Regions from separate parts of the Zea mays genome. Here regions 1 and 3 are each linked to region 2. The links are chromatin contacts, called in public Hi-C maps. All regions are on one chromosome and are shown on one strand. The core of a region is the stretch at or near the end of the contact, and the rest is flanking DNA. Distances in the headings are between cores, read along the strand shown.

The links. Hi-C and Micro-C count contacts between places; a contact is called where the count stands out from the background.
Region 1: a Hi-C map of tassel shows a contact between it and region 2, with 4 times the contacts expected there. The contact joins the promoter of LOC100193607 here to the promoter of LOC103643338 in region 2. A contact is called at or near these places in 5 of 25 Hi-C or Micro-C datasets (ear, leaf and tassel).
Region 3: a Hi-C map of ear shows a contact between it and region 2, with 1.8 times the contacts expected there. The contact joins the promoter of LOC100281086 here to the promoter of LOC103643338 in region 2. A contact is called at or near these places in 3 of 25 Hi-C or Micro-C datasets (ear, leaf mesophyll and tassel).

Annotation. Positions count from the first base shown.
Region 1 is chr1:225,634,114-225,638,352 of Zm-B73-REFERENCE-NAM-5.0, reverse strand. LOC100193607 reads right to left here and starts at 1,683. Exons shown (of 7, transcript NM_001138709.1): 1 at 1,518-1,683; 2 at 1,156-1,215. The coding sequence starts at 1,201.
Region 2 is chr1:225,416,850-225,421,022 of Zm-B73-REFERENCE-NAM-5.0, reverse strand. LOC103643338 (auxin-induced in root cultures protein 12) reads left to right here and starts at 1,540. Exons shown (of 1, transcript XM_008666499.3): 1 at 1,540-2,624. The coding sequence starts at 1,685. The coding sequence ends at 2,422.
Region 3 is chr1:225,242,692-225,246,958 of Zm-B73-REFERENCE-NAM-5.0, reverse strand. LOC100281086 (phototropin-1) reads left to right here and starts at 1,472. Exons shown (of 22, transcript NM_001367345.1): 1 at 1,472-2,494; 2 at 2,575-2,666; 3 at 2,749-2,989; 4 at 3,082-3,319; 5 at 3,397-3,467. The coding sequence starts at 1,860.

The DNA of each region.
Region 1 (4,239 bases), core at 434-2,933, 220 kb before region 2:
ACCTCTTCCCTGCTCCCATACTTCATGGCTGACACCCCTCCACCACAATCAGAAATGCTACAAAATAATCGAGCTCTTGGCTGCCAGATTGAGCTACTCTCCAGTTGAGTGAAGGTCCTTGTCACCAGATTGACCTCCCCACCAACCACATCGAGCTTCAAGGAGTCGGATCAGGAGGTGCCACCATTACCTAGGTCAAGTCTCTAGTGTCTCTATCTACACCACAGCCAAATTCAGCGATCTTGTGGTGTCTGGCCCTTCACTGAGCTGTAGCACACCCCTGTGACCTTCATCTTATTTGGCTCCGTGTATAGTCCTGGTAAGGGGGTCAACACAACAGCCAAATGGAACCGGATGGAGACAAGAGAAAGTTCTTTTATTCCTTATTATTGCCACAGAAGGCATGCCTGTTACAGTGGTGAGAGCTGTCTCACTCAGTCACTAGGTCACGAGTTCGAAGCAGCCTCTCCGCATTTGCAGGGGGAGAGAGAGAGAGGTTTTTCCTCAGTTTATCCCTTCTCCATACCCCAACCATGTGGGAGCCTCCGGCAGTGGGTCTGCCCCTTATTTTTGTTGCGCAGTAAACCTACGTTGGACCATAAGGTTTTTTTACCTAAGATGTATTTTCACAATATTTATGGCTGGCAACAGACCTGCATTAATTGCTTATTAAGGTGTACTTTTCAAGTTTTCATTCACAATTGGTTGCCCTAATTAGCTGTATCAAAAAGGTGCATTATATCAAGGTCTCCTAGACTAGGTCCAATGCAAATGCCACAAGGGTTGCAAAATTAAAGTACAAAGTTGATTGTGTTAAGTCAAATTACTTAGAAATTCCACATGGCATTGTCAAAAGGTACAATCAAAACTAATAGTGCAATAGAGGATATAGAGGATAGCAAGAGCAAAAACATAACAAGAAATAGCCTCAGCAAGAACACTGTCACTGAAACATTTGCAAAAATCCACAAGTCAATTTATGTCTTGATCATAAATCAAAATATCCATAATTCTATGTCTGTATCAAAAGCAGTTCCAAACTTAACCATTTGGGATATTTACGCAACATACTACATCAAAAGATAGCTTGGAACGCTATAGTATTTCCTTTCTTAGTTGAAAGGAAGACGAATTGAAAAGAACCAAAAAGCTTACCTCTCCCAAACTTGCCATCAGAACACATCTGGTTAGAGCTTGACATATTGTCCACCTAACCTATATACGTGAGTTGAGCATACAAAGTCACGTTAGCAAGTTGTAAAAGTACAACAACAATCTCAAATCAGTAATTTGCTTCAAAAAAATATCGAATCCGTATTGATGCTTTTAAAAAAAGGACAAATCGGCCGGAATATCTAGTAGAGAGCACAAGTAACCATGTCTCTCAAATTCAATAGCCAGTGGCTGAAATTGGGCATCTTCCACCTGATCTAACCATATCCAACAACTTTACAGAACCCTAGCTGCCCAAATCGAATGCCACCGGAAACGGAGATAAGTTAGGGTTTGGGGCTTACCTTGGAGTGGACTGAAGCAAGAAGGACGTGTGAACGCTGGATTGGTGAGGGATTCGCCGGAGGGGGGTCTATGAAGGGAGTGCTGGTCGTGGACTTGTGGTGCGGGCGACAGCATACGGCGTGCAGCAAGGAGCCGTGAGCCGGGAGCGACTGCGACCAAGTCTCGTTCCCAGCGCGGCCGCGTGTGGCTGTGCGGGGTGTCGTGTGTGGATTGACTGATGTAGCTGAACTGAAGGCCCTAGTGGCAGTGTGCGTTGAATTGAATATCGAGCAGTCTCCCTATCTCATCCGTCGGTTTCACCTCTCAGTTACAAACTTCACCCTTCAATAAATACATCTATAATATAAAACAGTATTTTACACTCTTATTTACATATTATTATTAAAAATAGCCTAAAGCTCACATGTCACATCTTTTATAGAAACCAAAAATAGGTATCACGCCTCTCTAGTCACCAACAACAGTTAAGATAGCGTTACGCCAGAACTCGCGCTCTCTCTTAGAGTTTCAAACATATATACCATTATAAAAAATTAGTATTCTAATATACTAGCTAATTCATGATATCTGGCGCAACCCGCGCTCTCTCTCTCTCTCTTTGAGTTTCTCACATATATATCATTATAAAAATTTAGTATTCTAATATACCATTATAATTCATGATATCTGATGGTTGCTATTATTCAATTAGAGAATTTGGTCCGTGTCAATTACCTATGATAGTGCTTATACTGTACATTTGTATTGTCCTTTTACCCTTCTATAACTATCAAAATGGATTCATCGCCGATCGCGGTCCCTGTTATCTCATCGTCGGTCCTTGTTATTCTCATCGTCGATTCCTTCATCTTCCATGTTCTTCTTCGTGGCCGGTATGCTTCACAGTCGGCTCCTAAAGCGCCCAACGCCATCTCGAGCTCGCAAGTAAAGAAAGCCTAAGCAGGCAAGCGTGCATGGCAAAGGGAGCAACCAAACCCTTCCTGAGCATGCAAGGGTGAACCTTGCAGAGAGGGACAGCTAGCTTCTTTCCCTAAGCGTGTGGGAGAGGTAGCGAGGTAGCTAGGCGGCTAGCCATGTTGGTGTTGTTGTTGTTGTCCAACTTTCTGCTCTACTGTTTCTACCCTTCTGTCGACCACCACTGTGTCGGCACGTACTAGTACATCAGCCACCCGACGAGCGGCAACATCCTGTGCTGCCACGAGGGCCCCTTCGTCGAGCGTAGGACGATGGCTCAGAGCAGTAGACCGCTATCGTTGTAGGTGCGCCAACACCCGACGAGTGTGGCCACCGATGACGCCGGTTGTGGCGGTATCGTGGCGAGTCAATAAGGGTATTTTCATCTTCTCGAACGAGCCTTATACGCACGTAGATAATGGCACGGACCAGATTTTCTTACCGAACAATGGTAACCACCGAATATCACGAATTATAATTACATCTTTAAAATACTGAATTTTCATATTAGCATATATCTGGAAAAAAACTTTTTACATAGTTGCGCCAACAAGCAACTTTATTAGAATAACTTCAACATATACTTTGTTAGCTTGTTCACAGGACTTGTTCGAGAGGAGGGCACCTCCTCTACGGACCATAGCAATTTTTTGCTAGAAACTAACTTATCTATTAAATCATTCAACATGATTTCTCTAAAAATGTGAGTCGACTCCGACTAAAACAACCCTACCAAATGAGATATTAAAGGTGTATTTGGTTGAGTTATAGCTTTTAAAAAACCTATTGTGAGTCATGGATGTGGAAAAGCACATGTAGGTTATTGTAACACCCAAAATTATGATTTTTGAGATTAGTAAAAGAAATCCAAGGAAAATGTCCTAATAAATAGTTATACTATGGGATTTTTTTATTTAAATCAATGTTAGTTAAAATAAAATAGAAACATAAGTTCAGTTATAAGTTTTAAGAAATAAATAATAAAAAGAGTTTTCAATTTGTTAGGATGGACTATTTCCCTTCCGGTACTATTTTTTAGTAACTCTTGATAAAGATTTGCTATTAGGTAAATATCTCCTTTACTAAGTGTATGTCTAGAGGTATTCATTTAAATAAGAAATAAATAAATAAACTCAAAATTCACATTCATGCTGGAAATCTTGATTGTGCCTTAAATTTGAAATATGAAACCCTAAAATGAATATAGTATAGATTATTCCCTACCATATGACTTGAAGCATGTATAAAACAACTAATACAACATATAAATAAATAAATACAATTATATTTAGTATTCATGTTGTGATCTTGGATTGTGCATTTATTTTAAATTTGAAACTAGAACCCTTGTTTGAATTGGGATTTGAAACTTGAAAGCTAAAGAAAACATAAAATAAAAAGGAAATAAAAAGAAAAAGACTCAAGCTTGTGGCTGGGCCAAGAGCACTCGGCCGGCCCACCTCAATTCCGTCTGTTGCGCGGCCCAAACAGGTTGTGGGTGCGGTGTGGGTGAGTAATGTCGTGTGTGCCCTGGTCGTAGTGGCACTTACAGGTGGGCCCTCGTGGTCAGGTTCATCCCTGTTTCCTCTCACAATCTCTTCTCTGATTCCTGTGTAGGTGGTGGGTGGAATGGTTCCGCGAAGCTCGGGTCGTTCGTACGGGCGCCACGCGCATCTCGCTCCTCGTCGACCGCTTCTCCCCCTAAAGTCAGGCTCAACCCTGAGATAAAATCGAAGGCCATCCCTCCATGTCCCCCATGGAAAGCTC
Region 2 (4,173 bases), core at 291-2,790:
GGTACCTTTTCTCCTTAAGCCATGTTGGGTATGCTGCTCAAGTTCTCGTTCGTCTCTTAGACTCTCTCTAACAAGGAACTATATACCGTTCTATACCCTAAATGTGGCGAGCGCAACCTCCTCTATAGCGTCCAACAACGAACTGTAAAGCTTCCCATAAAATAGTGGTCGGTACTTGCACATGCTATTCTTAGCGGATCACTGTGCACGCGCTGTCCGGCCAACCGAGCGCGGCTTTTCCACCAGGACACCGCATTGTGCGAGTAGACAGCTACGGTGAGGGCATCGCCGGCAACGAGCGTGTCCTGTAGCTGAAGCTCCCGGACATGGAGGTTGGGGTAGGCGGTGACGACGTCGTTGGCAGGCGACGCGGAGAAGGTCGGATGCGACAGAGTGAAGGAGCTCGGCTAGGGAGGAGCACCACGAGCATGGAGAAGCTCAGTTGCAGCGGTGTTTAGGTGGTTGACTGCCACGATGCACAGGAGATCGGTGGCGGCACTGTTCTGGTCTTCGCGTGGCCCAACCTGGTCGACCAGAGGCACAGGAACGGGAAAAAGGAAATTCCCAACGACCTGAACGCCGCCGTTGTAAAAGGTATTTATTAATACGAATAAAAACTAATTTGAATTTGTAAAGGTCTCAATTTTTTGTGAGAAAATACAGTTTTGATTTTTTTGTAAATATGGAAGAAGAAAGTGTAGAGAATGGATATAAATGATGGAATTTAGAAGATGCTGCTGGAGACGAGGAATATATAGAGGACGAAATATTTTAGAGTGTGTTGTAAAGGAAAATGAATATTTTTTAGAGCATAAAATTTAAGGGACGTTGTTGGAGACACCCTTAGTTACTTGTTTGGATTAATTTGTGGCGCTTCATTTCTCTCCCTTGTCTACTCTTATGGTATGTTTTGTTTCTAGGTTGAGCTGCTTCCAGAGTCATCCAGATCTACGTCCGAGCCTACATCCGCGTTTGGTTCAAATCATGGAATGATGCTGTCCGTCACTGTGTTGTTCTAATAACATACTAGCACGCAGATTCAGCTTACTCCGCAAGAAACTGCTGGACCGCGTCATCCGAAGACAGGCCACGACCGATGAGCCAAACCGTCCGACCAATAATGTTTCGATTAATTTGTGGCGCTTCATTTCTGTCCCTGGTCTTCTGCCCTGAAGCTGTTACCTATTTTTTCTGACGAAGGTTATTTAGTTGTTTATGAAACAAGTACGGAGATAGATGACATTGATGGGTTTGAAGACCTTATGCAAAGGCGCAACCCCCACTATAAATTTGATCGAAGTTAGACTGTTTTAACTCCGAACAAATCTACAGTAACTTATTTAGCACGGATCCAAAGACCTCGGGGCATATTTGGTTGGCGGCCGAAAAGAAAAATTCAACGTAAGTTTTCTTCTGAGCTTGTGTTGACGTCAGTGTCAACGTGCTCTTCACCGTATCCATCTAGACATTAATCAGCCTTTGATACTTGATTGGACGTCGCAATCTGCTAGTGATGAGATGGGATCGGCACTCGAGATACTTTTGTGTTTCGCCACAGCGTTATTACGCCTGATCCAATCGAATTAAGCCCACGCACTAGTATAGTAGAACAGAGCAGCAGCTAGCAGTAACAGAGGCGGCGGCTGCTGAACTGAAGTAGTCAGAGGATCAGCGTCAACTGTTCATGGCTTCGGCGGCGGTTCACCAGCTTGTGGTGCTCCTGCTCACGCTGGCCCTGCCGGCGGTCATGTCCGCGTGCGCCAGTGAGGTCTTCCCATCAGGGAAGACCTACGTGACGTGCCAGGACCTCCCGGAGCTCGGCACGGCGCTGCACTGGACCTACTACGACTACGCGTCCGGGCCGTTGCTGTCGCTGGCTTTCGTGGCCGTGCCGGCAGCGCCCGGCGGGTGGGTGGCCTGGGGCATCAACCCCACTGGCAACGGCATGGTGGGCACGCAAGCGCTGCTGGCCTTCGTGCCTGGCGCCTCCTCGTCCGTGCCCACCGTCAGAACCTACAACATCACCAGCTACGCGGTTGGCGCCGCCTCGACGCCCATCGCGTTCCCCACCGCCGGCTTCGCCGCCGACGTGGCCAGTGGCGGGAGGATCCGGCTGTACGCCACGCTGCAGCTGGACAAGGGCATCAAAGTGGTGAACCAGGTGTGGCAGGTCGGGCCCTCGGTCACCAGAGGAGTGCCCGATACGCACGCCATGGCCCCCGAAAACCTGGCTGCTATGGGCAAGCTCGTCCTCTCCGTCGGGACCGCCGCAAGCCCTCCAGCGCACGCCGGCGGCACGTCCAGCGACACGACGCCGTCAGGCAGGCAGATGTCACGGGGGGCAGAGACGGACAGCGTCTCCCTCTCCCCGACGGCACGCGTTGTACTTGCATTGCTGGGTTTCTGGGCGATGGTCGGATAGGTGAAAGTTTTAATGCAGTATTTGGTTGTCAAGTATAGTTGGATGAGATGGTTCCATTTTAGTTTCTGAAAATATAATGGTTATGTTCCGTATTTGTAAGTTAGGATATAGTCGTGTTGTTTTTTATTTGGTTATATAGAACCAAGCCGCTCTATCGTATGTTTGGTTGAAACGTTATATACTTCTCACATTCTTAGGGAGTGGCTTCGAACAACAACATTCGTGTGCGAAAAAGTTTGATTGTTTTTTAAGCGATAGTATTCAATATATTAGGAAATATTCTCTTTTTGTAGCTGCTTTGTTTCATTCTTCCCTCGGTCAAACAATACAAAAGTTAGAACAAAGCCGCTAAGTTTTACCTCGCTCGAGAACCAAACACTACGTGTATAAACCACATCATTCGTTGTATTTTTGTGTCCTTGTCAACTTGTGTTGTTTTCTACTCCTGCGGACTTTTAAGGAAGCAACAAAGATAGATACAACCTCTGATGTGTACCTGTACTAGGAGTACCCAAAGACAAACTGAAAGGCCCACTCTAAGAAAAAACATCATACAACATAACCCTAACTAAAATAGCTTTGACTTGATTATCCCGACCAGGTCGGCCTAGACCAAAGCAGCCTTAATTTGATTACCCTAACCACATTAGTCCCAACTAGAGCTCCCCTGACTTGATCACCCCGACTAAGTCAAACCCGACAATAGCGATCCCAACCAAGTTGGCTCTTTGTCTAGAAGTCCCTCGACCTCAACCACTTTAAGCTAGGTCAGCCTAGGCCGTAAAATCCTGATAAGACTATAACGCCACAGACTAGAGGTGCCATAAACCTCTATGGAAGGCTAACACATTCATGATCCTCCAACTATCCGATGCACGCTCCTGACGTACACCGGGTAAAAACATGTATAGTATGAAAGACTCCAAAGTATTTTTCCAATCGCTCGGCTCCTCAAAAGACAACAATGACCTGCAGGCCAAATGGGCCTCATAATGAGTGTAGGGCGGTTAGACGCCTCAAACAAGATGTAAATTGGTGGAGACAACTCTAAGGCAAACTACTCACCATTCCCCAGTTGATGGAGACAACTCCAAGGCAAACTACTCATCATACCCCTAGGGATGCACCTAGGCCACAAATGCCCCTCTAGAAGGACTAACTGCCCTCTAGTCAGGTTAGACAAGAAATGATAGGATCTTGGGGCAAACATGAGTGATGGCATGCCTTCGGGAGCGTAGGAGACAACCTACGACCCAAAGGCGGGAAATAATATACCCATCAAAAATTGTCATGTAAAGACGAACACCCACTTTCTCGACTATATAAGGGGAATGAAGCCTCCTATATAAACCCAATCCAAAACTGAGTATATGAGATGTGACTTTGGTACTACAATTAGTGAGGATGAAGATGTAAGTTTGGGAGGCCATGTAGTACCAAAGGACACCTTCCGTTATTTGGGATCGATGCTACAAAGAGATGGTGATATTGATGAAGATGTTAGCCATAGAATCAAAACGGGGTGGATGAAATAGCGTCAAGCATCGGGAGCATATGTGACAAGAGAGTGCCACATAAGTTGAAAGGCAAATTCTACAGGACATCGATTAGGCATGCTATGTTATATGTGGCTGAGCGTTGGCCTACTAAGAGACGACATATCCAACAACTAAGTGTCGCAGAGATGCGTATGTTGCGTTGGATATGTGGACACACAAGATTGGACCGAATGAAAAACAATGACATACGCG
Region 3 (4,267 bases), core at 223-2,722, 170 kb after region 2:
ATAGCTTTGGAGGTTTTAGATATATGTAGTGGATTTGTATGATGTTGTAGATTCCCTTGGTTTACCTGAATTACTGAATTGATATCATTGTCCATGACCCACATCCTACACATGTTTTTGAAATATTTCTGCATATTTCTTTTGGGACTAAAGGCTGCTAAAGAAGATAAACCCCATACTTGTCTTGACTGGTTGAGTTGCATATGCCTTCTTGAATGGACAGGTTCTTATGTACTTGGATCACAACCAATTTAGGGGCATTGGAGAAGGAAGGAGAACATTTTCTTTGTACAAAACATTAATTATTAAAATGATGAAATTACTAAAACAACCTTCTCAATTTGAGGTTAGCTTAGCCGTTTGAGGAATTTCAGTAGCGTGTGGGTTTGGTTGGAAATTGTCAGTATGTTGCATAAGAATTTGTGAGATATTAAAGTTGATTACAATATATGTGTTGTTTGTTTTTATGTACTCCATCCGTCCAACAATTTAGTCGTTTTGGATTTGTGCTAAGTCAATCATTATCAACTTTGATCAACAATATGTATAATATTAAATTGTGTTAAACTTAAAGAATTATATATTATGATAGTTCAAATCATAATAAATTAATAATTTTGTTTTTATGTTGTAAAGTCTTATGAAACATCTAGTATAACCGTTAAAGTTGATAATGATTAACTTAGCATAAACGATTAATTCATGTGGCCGGATGTGGACGGACGAAGTAATGGTTATGTGATAAATAATTTATGTACCGTAGTAGCAATAACCATAAAGATGGTGCTGTTTGGTTCACGAAATGTAACGCAAAGGGTAATGATAATGGTTTACATTCGATTACTGTCGGTAACAAGTTTGAATAGTCCGGTATCAATTTTTAGTATGGTATCTGATTACGGTGGAACTAAAACAAACATGATTTAACGTTATCACTTACCCATTACGTTACAGATATCTGAACCAAACGTTACAGATATCTGAACCAAACGGTACCTAAGCACCGGAAAAATCCACCTGAACAAGCTGTGTTCACGAGGAAGCGGGAGGTGGAGGCTCTTGTTCCCGTGTTCCGCACCCGCGTCGATTCCCCGCTGCGCTGTTACCTTGGCCGTCGTGGTCGTCGCAACCTCCCTCCCTCGCGACAGGGACGTTGTACGAACGGCGCCCCGCCCCGCCACGACACCGCCCACCCATCCAACCAGCCCAACTCGCGCGCTCCCGTAGCCACACGCCCGCCTCAAATGATATGTCGCGTCGCCGTCGCCGTCGTCGTGGAGCGCCGAGCCCACGCTCCACCCGTCGAACTGCAACGGCCCGTCCGTCCTCGACCGCAGGATGCGGCCCTAGCGACCCCGATCACGCCCGGCGTGGTGCCGAGCTGGCCGCGGGTGAGGGGACCGGTGGCCGTCGCGCGGCCATGGAAACAGATGGAGGGGCGGGACGAGACGACCGTGAGTCGCTCACAAGGACAAGGCCGGATTGCATTATCCGCTCGCTGTGCCTGCCCTGCTTCTTCCGCCATTCTTTCCGTCTCTGCTCTACTTTCTTGGTCGCCTGTCCGGAGGCTCCTCCCCGCGGCCCCTGAGCAAACTGTACCATAGCCGCGTGATTGATTGGTTCACGGGAGGGACAGGGAGCGGCGTCAAGCTGGTTTTGGTAGTAAAAAATCACTTCAATTGTCCCCTCATTCCCATACTAAAGCAGGCTGCCCAAAATTTCTCAATATTGTCCTCAGAATTTGTTGCTGTGCTTTTGCCAGAAGCGGTGCTTGCTTCGGCAGATGGTTGTTCTCCCGCACCTGTCCTACCGCCGTTGATCGCGAGAGTCTCGTACGTAGTCTTCGGGGGCAAGCATCCATGGCGGAGTCATCGTCAAGGCAAGCGGCCGAGATGGTGGAGAAGTGGATGGCGTTCCCGTCTGGCTCCGACGCCGGCAGCGGCTTCGCGTTCCCGGCGCCACGCTCAGTGTCGGGCGCGGGCAAGGAGATAGTGGAGCTGGCGTCGCCCTCCACAGCCACGGCCACGGCCACGGCCACGACCACGGCCAGTGCCGGCAACAGGCAGGCCTCGTTCCAGCGCGGCCGCGACAGTGGCGTGGGCAGCACCAGGTCGTCCATGGACGGCGCGCGCGCGTCGGGGGACTCGTCGATGCCGCGGGTGTCGCAGGAGCTCAAGGACGCGCTGTCCAGCCTGCAGCAGACCTTCGTGGTCTCCGACGCCACCCGCCCGGACTGCCCCATCATCTACGCCAGCGCCGGCTTCTACACCATGACCGGCTACACCCCCAAGGAAGTCACCGGCCGCAACTGCCGCTTCCTGCAGGGCCCCGACACGGACATGAACGAGGTTGCCAAGATCCGGGACGCCGTTAAAACCGGCCGCAGTTTCTGCGGCCGCTTGCTCAACTACCGCAAGGACGGCACGCCCTTCTGGAACATGCTCACCGTCACCCCCATCCGCGACGACAACGGCAAGGTCATCAAGTTCATCGGGTAACCCATGCGACCTATCTATCTTATCCTCTTGCTGTACTGTTTACTCTGCTTTGTGATTCATGGAACTGCCGTGACAGGATGCAAGTCGAGGTGAGCAAGTACACGGAGGGGCTCAGCGAAAAGCGCATGCGGCCAAACGAGATGCCAGTGTCCCTCATCCACTACGACGGTGAGCCCTCTGCGTTCTCATGCCTTGCCTGTCCTTGCCCTGCGTTCCTCCCTCACGACGTATGTATTCTTCGACACCGTAGACCGGCAGAAGGAGACGGCAATGTCATCGATCACGGAGGTGGTGCAGACGGTGAAGCACCCGCGCGCTCGCTCCGAGGGTGAACAGGAGCCCGTGGAGCCTGCACCGCCCGTCATGGCGTCGCCGTTGGTGGCCCCTGGCACGCCGTCGGGCGGTGCCAGCCTCAAGTCCCCGCTCTGGGACGTGAAGAAGGAGGACTCACGGCTGAGCCGGAAGTCGAGCCGCCGCTCTTCCCTCATGGGGTCAGTTCCAAACTCGGACACCTCTAATGCATGAAGCTGACACTCAGGGCTCCGTCTGCCTGACATGACACGCAAGGATGGTTTCTTGGTAGGTTCAAGATGGGGAAGAGGAGCTCGATAGGAAGCAAGGATGCCCTTCCAGCGGAGGTGGAGGCCCCGGCGCCGGCGCCGGCGCCACCGGAGTCAACGACGGAGAAGCAGCGCAAGAACAGCTGGGAGCAAGAGGGGAGGGAGAGGGACATCAGGCAGGGGATCGATCTAGCCACGACACTAGAGCGTATCGAGAAGAACTTCGTCATCACGGATCCCAGGCTCCCCGACAACCCCATCGTAAGCACGGAATCCCGCCATAGCTGCTCAGCTTCTTCCGGCAGTTACTCAGCGTGGAAAATGCTTGGGCCGTGCAGATCTTCGCGTCGGATAGCTTCTTGGAGCTGACGGAGTACACGCGGGAAGAGATCCTCGGGAGGAATTGCAGGTGAGCAGTCTCCATCCTGTCGTTAAGATAACAATTTGAAAATTTCATTTTGAAACTTCGATTCATAGCTGTAGCTTTGCTATTTGACACGTCCATTTGATTGCTGTCGTATAATTTTCACGGATGAGAGAGTTATCGTACTATTCATTGATTGTAAAACCTCCTCAATTCTTGTATGAGAAAAAAATGAAACACTGTCTGTTTTTTATAAAAAAAAAGGAATGAAACACTGTCTGCTTTTTATAGGATAAGAGGGTGTTTGGTTCTCCGACAAGTTTACTAAATGCCTCGTCATATGTTTAATGAAAATAATAAGTATTAAATATAATCTAATTATAAAACTAATTATATAGATAAAGACTAAACGATGAGACAAATTTAATAAATCTAATCAATCTATGAATAGTAAATATTTACTATAGCATGACATTATCATATCATGGATTAATTAGATTTAATAGAATTGTCTTATCATTTAGTTTTTTTGTAATTATTTTTATAATTAAACTATATTTAGTTTAATATCTCTAACAGTAAATATCTGATGTAAGGCTGTCCGCATTCACAGACTGTGAACGTAACGCTATCGCTGATGCAATAAAAACAAGCTGCAGCGGTAGGCTCGAAACCCATCCCTACCATAGGGTTGATCGTCTCTCACCTCATATCGAGCGTCCTCTCTCCTAAGTCCTACCCTATCTTCTTCTCTCTCGTGCAAGTGGCCAATGGCTCCATCTCCCGCCATGGGACGAGACAAGGCGCGCCCGCGGGAGGAGGGTGGGACGGAGCTCGGCCGTCGG